2 separate regions of the Mus musculus genome follow, and region 2 is linked to region 1. Evidence: chromatin contacts called from public HiChIP or PLAC-seq data. All regions are on one chromosome and are shown on one strand. The core of a region is the stretch at or near the end of the contact, and the rest is flanking DNA. Distances in the headings are between cores, read along the strand shown.

The links. HiChIP or PLAC-seq counts read pairs in DNA pulled down with a chosen protein or histone mark.
Region 2: an H3K27ac HiChIP or PLAC-seq map of embryonic stem cells shows a contact between it and region 1, with 16 read pairs. The contact joins the promoter of Slc2a3 here to the promoter of Gdf3 in region 1. A contact is called at or near these places in 6 of 484 Hi-C or Micro-C datasets (B cells, CD8 T cells, the G1E-ER4 cell line and 3 more), 11 of 115 datasets of contacts at active chromatin or transcription factors (the 230-238 cell line, the SCID.adh cell line, effector CD8 T cells and 5 more) and 3 of 9 other capture datasets (adipose tissue, liver and pancreatic islet).

What each region holds. Positions count from the first base shown.
Region 1 is chr6:122,607,971-122,613,207 of GRCm38.p6, reverse strand. Gdf3 (growth differentiation factor 3) reads left to right here and starts at 3,121. Exons shown (of 2, transcript NM_008108.5): 1 at 3,121-3,512. The coding sequence starts at 3,242.
Region 2 is chr6:122,740,204-122,745,440 of GRCm38.p6, reverse strand. It overlaps Slc2a3 (solute carrier family 2 (facilitated glucose transporter), member 3), which reads left to right and starts at 2,696. Exons shown (of 10, transcript NM_011401.4): 1 at 2,696-3,065; 2 at 4,961-5,053. The coding sequence starts at 3,051.

The DNA of each region.
Region 1 (5,237 bases), core at 1,872-4,371:
CACACACACACACATGTATATATTACATATTATATATAGTATGTGAGTACACTGTTGATCTCTTCAGACACACTAGAATAGGGTATCAGATGGTTATAAGCCACCATGTGGTTGTTGGGAATTGAACTCAGGACCTCTGGACGAGCAGTCAGTGTTCTTAACCGCTGAGCCAGCCCTCCAGCCCAGGTTCTTATAATAGAATAAAGAATAAAATAGTTCAAAATATTCACATTCCAGTTTCAAAAACCATGAGCAGTGTCTTGGGGACAGACTAGCCAGTTATCTTTACAGTAAAAGTGGTCAGACCTGGGGCCTTGCACACACCAGGCAAACCCTGGAATTAACTGTCTGGCAGTTTAAATGAGTTAGACTTTCAATGGACTCTGAGAGTCTTTCTAGTCAGTTTTTTTTTTGGGGGGGGGGGCGGAATAACAGTCAGAAATTCGCTGGGGTGGCAGTGCACCCTGTAACCCCAGTACCTGGATGAGAGAGACAAGAACATCACCAGAAGTTGGAAGCTAGCCTGGACCACACCTAAAGTTCCAGGAAGGTACTGAGAAGATGGCCCAAGGTTAAGAGCACTTGTTCTTATAAAAGACTCCACTTGGTTCCCGGAACTTGCATGGTGGTTCACAACCATCCATAATTCTAGTTCCAGGAGATCCGATGCCTTCCTCAGACCTCTTTTGGCACAGACATATAAGCAGGCAGCACCTACATACATAAAATAAACAGCTCTTAAAGCCACAGCAATGTAAGAAGATCCTATCCAAAAAACAAAATAATAATAATAATAATAATAATAATAATAATAATAACAACAATCCAGGGGTACAACTTTTTTTTTTTTTTTTTTTTTAGATTTATTTATTTATTATATGTAAGTACATTGTAGCTGTCTTCAGACACTCCAGAAGAGGGAGTCAGATCTCGTTACGGATGGTTGTGAGCCACCATGTGGTTGCTGGGATTTGAACTCTGGACCTTCGGAAGAGCAGTTGGGTGCTCTAACCCACTGAGCCATCTCACCAGCCCAGGGGTACAACTTTTAATCCCAGCACTCAGGAGGCAAAGGCAGACAGATCTTTGTGAGTTCAAGGGCAGCCTGGTCTACAAAGTGAGTTCTAGGACAGTCAGGGCTGTTACAGAGAAACCCTGTTTTGAAACCAAACAAACAAAAAGCCCAACCAACCAACCAACCAAAGCAGCAGCAACAGCCTTAAGTGTATGTTTTGCTGTGTAGAGACAGAGTTCCATGGCCTGGAACTTGCTAGGTAGCAGAGGATAGCCTTGAACTCACGACTTGCCTGCCTATGCTGGGGCCACACCCCCCTTTCACCCTGTCGACAATTCTGTGCTTTTCCACACAAAGCTCCTTTGGGCAGTGTGAGTCCCAACCTGCGGACTTCCGACTGGGTCCCTCAACCCGTTCCTGAAGCAAATTTGTTGGTTCTAGCTTTAGTTGAGACAACATTCAGTGAGAGGAAATGAAGAATTTGATGCTGCCCAGGTGATACCGGATGGGACCAGAGCTCACCCCAGGACTGAGATCCTAGTCAAGAAGAATTTGGTTAGACACTGAAATCTAGAAGAGGAATGTAGGCTTTTTTGTTGGGTCGGTTGAGACAGGGTCTCATTTTGCAGCCTAGGCAGCCAGGAACTTCAGAGGCTTTGAGGTTCTTAACCTGTGTCCGCCTCCTAAGCAGCTGGGATTGTTGGACTGTAATCACTAGGCCTGGTTAAAAACATCTTTTTTTTTTTATGTTGGGATTTTTTTTTTTTTACAGTGTTACCCAGGATCTTGAGTATCCACCACTGAGCTACACTGCCAGTTAGTGTTTTTGTACTTAGACTATGAAGTATAAAATTATAAAAATGTATTTTTATTGTTTTTAATTTTGCATAGGTTGTGTGCCTGCATATGGGTATGTGCACATGTGTGCAGGTGCCTGCTGAGTGAGGCCAGATGCGTTCAATCCCCTGAAGACAGCTATAAGCTGCCAGATATGGGCTCTAGGAACCAAATTTGGCTCCTCTGGAAGAGCAGCAAGTGCTTTTAACCACTGAGTCCTCTCTGCATCCCAAACTAAGAGAATCATAGTGAACTGGGCGTGGCAGCACACTGACAGCTCAGTCACAGTTTTCTGGACAGTGTGGAAGGACTACCTAAACCCAGGATTCTGACTCCCCTGGGAAAGATAGCAACCCCACCCCCACTCTAAGTTAGGTCTCAATGTAGCTCAAGCTAGCTTCAAACTTGCTATATGATTGAAGTTGGTATTATATTTTTATTCTTCTATCTCTGCTTCCTGAGTACAGGGATAAGAGGTTTGTAATTAGTTCCTGCAAGACACCATTTCTGGAAGGAAGGAAGGAAGGAAGGAAGGAAGGAAGGAGGGAAGGGAAGGGAAGGGAAGGGAAGGGAAGGGAAGGGAAGGGAAGGGAAGGGAAGGGAAGGGAAGGAAGAAAGCAATCGAGAGAGAGAGAGAGAGAGAGAGAGAGAGAGAGAGAGATTGAGAGATTGATTGATTACAGGGCTAGGAGTGACCAGAGTGCTTGCCTAGCGTGTTTTCAGCCCAGAGTTCCATACCATGCATCTCATCCAATCTCATTGGGAGCGATAGGTAGACTAGATTAGAAGTTCAAACTTGGGCCAGCAAGGTGCCCCAGTGGGTAAAGGTGCTTGCCACCAAGCCTGATAATCTGAGTTCAATTCCTGGGACCCATTCGGAAGACGAGACCAACTCCTGCAAATTGACCTGGGAGCTCCGCCCCTGTACTGTGGCATGCATAACCCACTCACAGGCATAATAAACAAACAAACAAACAAACAAACAAACAAATATCTTGTTAAAAGAGAAACAAGTTGAAGGTCAATCTAGGACACAAGAGACCCCCTCTCAAAATTACACATATAATAAATTATTCTCTACTGTGCTCCCAGAAGTTATCTTATTGCCTTGCATATCACAGACACACTAATGTCTGTGTGTTGAATGAGTGTGTCTTCCTTTTCACTCACGCTGTACACTGCTGACCAACCCGCGGGGAGTAGAAGGAGAAAACACACACACACACACACACACACACACCATCTGTCTTTTCACATTGAATTGCCTCTGAGGGGCTGAGAAGAGAGCAATTCACACTTGATTAGCTCCCAGGCTCCTGAATTGAGCAGAGGAGGCTAGACCGCTGAGCTGCGCACCCCAGAGGCTGCTCTACCCTGGCTCAGACGACCATGCAGCCTTATCAACGGCTTCTGGCGCTTGGCTTCCTTCTGTTAACCCTGCCCTGGGGCCAGACATCCGAGTTTCAAGACTCTGACCTTTTGCAGTTTCTGGGATTAGAGAAAGCGCCTTCACCTCACAGGTTCCAACCTGTGCCTCGCGTCTTAAGGAAAATCATCCGGGCTCGAGAAGCCGCTGCAGCCAGTGGGGCCTCGCAGGACTTATGCTACGTGAAGGAGCTGGGTGTTCGTGGGAACCTGCTTCAGCTTCTCCCAGACCAGGGTAAGGAACCCGAGGGTTTATCAGAGAAAAATCTCAAGTGGGTGCTGTGGAGCAGGGAGGAGGATACAGATGGACACCATGGCTGGCCGGAGTCTGGCCTTGGATCTTGCACATTCTGTCTTGGTTCCAAGATCAGCCCAGAGGAAGGCACGTGTTCTTATCACCTCTCCACGCTAGTCTAACTACCGCGGTGCCGGTTTAGCAGAATTTAATTTACAGTTAACAGAGAGTGGGTTTAGACTATAGGTCAGCATTCCGAGAGCTAGACAATGTCACACCTTGGGTGAGACCGAATTCAAGGTAGGTTTTAAAAGTCAGCGGTTCCCCACCACCTCCCTTCTCTTTTCTCCTGCTTACTCTCTCCCTGTTTTTAATATGTTTTTGTGCATGCCTATCCTAAGAGTTCAGAGGTGTCAGATCCCCTGGAGCAGAAGTTACAGGAGGTTGTGAGCTGCCCAACCGCATGGCTGCTGCGAAATGAGCTCCGGTCCTCTTAAGCATGCAGCCATCTTTCTTTCTATCCCCTCTGTGTTACTTTTGTTAGATGCAAAAGCACGTCTCTTTGTGTAGCCCTGGCTGTCCTGGAACTTGCTATGTATACCTTAGAGCAAGAGCCACCTGCCTCTGCTTCCAAGTACTGAGTGCTAGGATTAAAAGCCAGCACATCTCTTGATTTTATCTATTTATATTTTATTAATTATTTTATTTCATTTTGTTTGTTTCTTCAACACAGGGTTTCTCTGTGTAGCCCTGCCTGCCCTGGGGGTCTCTTTCTAGACCAGCATGGCCTTGGATTCAAGAGACACCCCCTACCTCTGCTTCCCAGGTGCTGGGATTAAAGGCAGGCGCCATCATGCGTGACTTGACTTTTTAAAAATACAGACCAATGGTGTTAATCTAAGGCACAGTTACACTCTTATAAAATTCTGAGGGACTGCCATCCCATAGCTTTTTAAACTGACCACCAAATTGCACAAGCCACCCGTTTGATGTTTGAAAAGTAGTTTCTTCTAGCCTTAGGCTGCGGTCCTTTCTTTCCCTACTTGATTCTTATTCAAAGTTGGAGCCTCTTGGGAGAGTCCACATTCCTGCATTGGCATTCAGATGCGTAGTCTTTCTGGTAACTGTTTTTTTCCTGGCTTGGGTGGATTTTGTTTTGAGACACTATCCTGGTCTGCAGCTCTTTCTTGCAGCTCAGACTGGCCACAAGTTTTACAGCAATCCCCCTGCTGCAGTTTCCCAAGGGTTGAGATTATAAAACGAAGATGAATAAAGGATTTGTCCCTGAAGCCCTTAATGTATACTTACTGGGAGTTAGACTGGAAATGGCCTTGAGAGTGCATATATTATTAAAAGTCTACTCTGTTTCAGAGTTTCAGCTGGCCGTGGTGCACGCGTTTAATCTCAGCACTCCGGAGGCAGAGGCAGGTGGATCTCTTCGCGGCTAGCCTGGTCTACAGCCCAAGTACCAGGACAGCCAGGGCTGTTACACAGAGAAACTCTGTCTCGGAAAACCAGCACCCCTCCCCCACCCCCTCCCCCCAAAGAAAAACACTGCATGGATCTCCGAATTCAAAGCCAGCCTGGTCTATAGCCAAGGCTAGACAGAGAAACCCTGTCTTGGGGAAGGGGGTGGGGAAAGAGTTTTTAGAAGAGAATTAGTTAATAAGAAGGAAAAGTCCAAGATTGGTTTGAAGAGGAAGCTGATGCTGACCCTCCCACGTG
Region 2 (5,237 bases), core at 1,447-3,946, 130 kb before region 1:
CAGCAGTAATGAATGGTTTAAAGGCAGTGTCAACAGGAGAAGCGGCATTTCTCAGATTTTTCCTTTCTTCACCCCAGGGCTGCTGCTGCTGCTTCTTTTTTTTTTTTTTAAACCGTGTTTTCAGATTCAAAGTGAATTATGGGGACACCTCACCTGGTAGGGAAAGATTAAAATCAGACACACGAAACCATGCAGGTTGCTGTTTGTGGGGACTGATAGAAATGTAAAGCACGGGGTCTGGGCAGTCCTTACAACTGGCTCTGCTTGCGTTTTCCCAGGCCGGGGGCACTGTGCTGAGTTTAAAATCTTGAGTGCTCTTTTGTAGGATCCCTTGTCCTTCTGCTTAGTTGTCACACTAGCAAACCTCAACAGGCTAACAGCAGGAGACCAGATTGGGGCTCCAATTGTGCAGGTGTGTGCATTGGGAACTGGTATCCCAGGCTATTGTTCTTGTTCCCTCTCTCCTAAGCACACCTACTTTGCTCTTAGCTCCCAACTGGGTACTTTTACTAAAGTCCCCTTCGTGCTTCTCCCTCTTTGATATCCAGCAAAGATAGAAGAACTCTCAAGCAATCTAAGGACACGTAGTAGATAGGTGTTGTTACTGCATCTCAGCCATGAGGCTGTTGAGTGCTTTGTCCCTCAAGGTTGGTCACCCTCACTGGGACTTGGACTTTTCGGTCAATTGGCAACCACTCCCACAGAGCACTGAGGACCCCAGGGAACCCGGCACAGGAATTCCTACAATGTACCGAGTTCCCCAGGGAACCCTTCACATGCACTCCCACAGTGCACTGAGGACCCCAGGCAATCTCTAACAGCTAGTCAGCAGCTGGTCTGTGTTGCTCGAGATGAGGACTGTCTGTCTTGGACTCTGCTGCTAAGCCCACAGTAGCATGAGGCCTTGTGGCTTAAGCATCAGACGAGCTTCTGCTTTGAAGAGCATTTGTCTCAATTTGTTTAGCACTTTTTAGATTCTTGGGAATTCAGCTAAATTCCAGCTGTAATCTTTAAAAAACATACATTGCTGCAAGCATAATTTTCTCTGTTTCAGAGCTAATCTTAGGCTTTGGAGCATCTGTCTTTCCCAGATCACTAGCCCACTTCCACCCTCCCGAGTGCCTTAAAGAAAAAAAGAAAAGGAAAAGAAAAAAAGAAAAACACCTTTATATTTTATGCATTATGGGTGTTTTGCCTACGTGTATGTCTGTGCACCAAGTGTTGTACAGCACCTGGAAGGCTGGAAGGGAACCTGGTCTACAAAGCAAGTTCGAGTATAGCCAGGGCCACACAGAGAAACCCTGTTTCCAAAACAAAACAAAACAAAACAACAAAAAGAGGACAACTTTGTGGACTTGGTTTTCTCCTGACACCATGTGTGGGTCGTGGGGATGAAACTCAGGTCTCCAGACTTGGCAGCAAGTGCCTTTACCTGCTAAGCCATCTTGACAACCTTCATTATTTCTAATGTGGCTACAGGAAAATGGAATGTTGCACCAAGTGGCTTGGATTCTCTTTCTACTGGCAGGCACTGGCCTTTGGGCTTTACTATTTCTTTAGCTGCTAGATTCAGTTGCTGTGGTAATTAAACGGCGCTTCCGACTCAGTGCTTCTAGGAAAGAAAAATGACGAGAGCAAGGGGGTGCAACCTCGGGGATGATTTTCTTGCGCGGTCCGGTTCACTCCACCTCAGTTTTCTCAGCAAGCATCCGATTTGGCAAAGACCCTCCTTTAAGGAGAAAGGGACCAGGTTTGCTTCAGTTCAGTCCATCAGTCTAGATCTCTGCCCAGAAAGCTAGGGACTGAAGATGCCTTTCCTTCCTCGAGCCTATACCAAATCACTCTTCAGGGGAGGGGTCGCCTTCCCTCCCCCGCACCGGGAGTCAGAGCCTAGAGCCTCAGTGTCACACGTTTATCACGTGCTCAGCTGCTTCACTCTGGAGCTCACCTGAAATGTGCCTGCCTCCTGCAGGCCATCGCAGGCCTCTCTGTAAGCTCTCCTTTCGCGTACCCAACTTTTTAGGTTTCTTTCAGTGTGGTAGTGAAGTACTTGTCTCAAGTTTGTCTTTCGAGAGACACACAATCCCTAGGTAATAGTATGTTAGCAAACGTTTCTTATATGAGAATCAGTTACCCTAGACTGATTGTTCTGGGGGTTTAACCTAGAGCCGCGGCAAGTGCTATACCACTGCGAGACACCTCCACCCCAGCTCTTAATTTTTTCTTCCCGCTTGAGAGCTATGCACTCAGCAAAAATCTGTAAGTTGAATTAGATATTTGTTGTGTTTCTAGATGCTGTTAATCTCAAAACAGAGCTGAGAGAGGCAGAATTCACAATGGGTGGGGTGGCGTATGCTGTGGTGAGGAATTGGGGCTGTGTACTTCACTTGATCCTTCTTGGAGCCTCAAGTCAAGAAGGCTGCCTTCACACCTGGATGCGTTTTCTTGGACTGCCTCGCCTTTCCCTCCTTCAAGGCGAGTACACCCAGCCTATAATGAAAACGCATTATCAATTCTCTGCTTCCTGCTCCTTGGATGACTTTCAACTAAAAGCAGCACTGACTCTACTCTGCGTTTAGACTGATTCCATCCCGACTGCCTTCAAATTTGCCCGCCCTCCAAACTTTGTTTTAGTATTTTTTTCTGTGAAACAAAAAGGCTGTCGGCTCTTGAAAAGGGGAAGGAATTTGGAAGCGCTTTGAGGGGAAAAAAAAAAGAACCACGAGGAGGATGTGGTAAAAAGCAGGAGGGGGTGGGTGATGGTGGTTGATTGCAAAGGACAGGGGCTGGGGGTGGAGCGGTGAAGATCAGATAAGAGGTCACTGAATTCCTGGGGTCACAGGTTAAGGATTGGGGGGTGGGAGGTTGAAGGCTCCACCCCTTGCAGAGATTATAAATAGGTAGGCTGGGCTTCGGGCTGTGATGCTTTCGGTGATAGTCCTTAAGCCTTCTGAGAGCGGCTTCTGTAGGACCCGAGGAACACTTGCTGCCGAGAACATTGGCTGGATACCTCTAGATCTACCTTAAGACTTGAGAACTAGGTTGGGACCATGGGGACAACGAAGGTAAGAGCTGGTTGTTTTTATTTGCTTGTTTGGGGTCCTCACGGAGGTAGGTCGTGGTGCGGATCGCCGTGCTCCGGTTTCTCCTAAGTCACCGAGCCATCCGGACGGAGGCCTTTTCTTATCAGCTCCAGCAAGCAATTCGATACTAGTGTTAGCGTTCTAGGCATCTCCTACCTGACGAGGATCCTCTCGGACACCTTCTTAGCACGTGAAAGTCACCTCAGAAGCTGTTTGCCTCTCGGGTGTGTTTGAGGTAGCTGTGATGAGAGCGAAGAGGGTAGGACTTGGCCGCGGGGGTCTCGGAGCCAGCTGGAAGGCTTGGGAAAGGCTTAGACCTTGAGAGGACGTGGGGTTGGCTTGGGTTTGCTGTTCAGCATCCCGCTATCGGTCCTTGGGTTCCCGGTACTGTGGGGAGGGAAGTCCAGTTGTCCTTACTATGGTTGTGAGTGCAGGATGTATCGGAGTTAGTGTGGGCGGAGGGAGGAAGGCAGTATTTGTAAGGAAAAGGGCATTTCCACGAAGATTAACTTGGAAATTAAGTAAATTAAGAGACCGTGAAAAAAAAATCAGGATAAAAGAGGGGATGTCTGTAAAGAGGGTTTTACAACAAGGAAAGGGCCTTCGCCTGGAAGGGACAGCACTTAACCACCGAGAGACTGGGAGGCTGCCGGGAAGGTCAGCTCGCTGCTAGACGCTCCCAGCCTGCCACCGGGAGTGACCTTAAGAGGAACTTAAGGACAGGTGAAGAGGTTGTAGCAGGCCAAATAGGTCGGCCTCAGACTCCAGTTTTGAGATGTCCCTGCCTGCTTGAGTGATTTCCCAGCAAGGTGAGGAGATGTCTGCCTGATCCCCCCTTGCTAAAAATGGCTCCTAATAATGTGTTTAAAATGAGCAGAGGCTCTGGCCAGCTGGGCGGAGAATGGTACCATATTTAGAGAACAGGAAGACTCTCAAGAGGGCCCAGGATGTTGCTGGTGGGTTGGGTAGTCTAGAGATAAGAAAAATAAAAATCTGAGCATAGCACCTCGCACCTGTGACTCCAAACCTGAGAGGCTGAAGCAGGAGAAGTGAGGAGCTGACTTGAGGTTAGCTTGGAGTACAGAGCGTGGGACCTCCTCTCAAAGAGAGGAAGAGGAGATGAGAGAGAAACAGGTGGTGGGAGAGGAGAAAAAGGAATTCACACGGTTAGTTCCGGTGCTTGGGGGTCGGGGGGGGGGTGGTGCGGGGGGAGAAGGGGGTCACCTGCCATCTACCATGCTGGTGTGGCTGCTCCTTCCTGCTCCTGTTCTGGCCTCTACAGTCTGTGAGGCGTGGTGGACCCACATGGAGTCTGGTTCTGCCCTCTATGCTTTGAGGGGTTTGGGTCTGTTATGTTTTATGTTTTGAGACAAGATCTCACTGTAAGCCTGGACTAGCCATGAACTCACCGATAGTATTCCACAACCCTGCATTCACCGTTCCCTAGGGCAGTCAGATACCTGTGTCTATCTGGTGACGTTTTTGGTTGCCTTTTCTTTTTGAGAAATTTAGTTCAGGCGGACTTTGAACTCAGGATCCTAGGGTTCTAGGATTACAGTTGTTCACCACCCTAGTCCGGCTGGTGAAATGGTCTTGTTTTTGCTTTTCGGTTTTTTTTTTTTTTTGTTTTTGTTTTTTGAGACAGGGTCTCACTGTGTAGCCTGGCTGGCCTGGTACTAGCTATGTAGATGAGGCCAAGAGAATTGACTTAAATTCCTTTTTAGGTCTTTCTCTCCAAATGCGCCTGAAATCCTGGCATTCTAAGCAAAGGCAGGAGAAATGCCTTAAGATGGACTCCAAGCAGGCATCCTTGGGAAGGGAAAGAATGTCACTGGTCAAAGTGTGTAAGCATTTCCCCTTGTCTGCTTGCTCTCCAGGTGACCCCATCTCTGGTGTTCGCCGTGACTGTTGCCACGATCGGCTCTTTCCAGTTTGGCTACAACACTGGAGTCATCAATGCACCTGAGACAGTGAGTGTGCCGAAATGAAAAGGGATTGCAAACTGAGTTTTAAGTAGGACTGGGACTTTAAGATGCCTGGCTAAGGTGGGGGAGGGCTAGCACACTGTGGAAGAAGCTAAGGCAAGCTCTTTGCTCCTCAGGCTCTGCCCCCTCACCGAGTTGTGATCCTTTTCCTATATTATTCTTTAGGGAT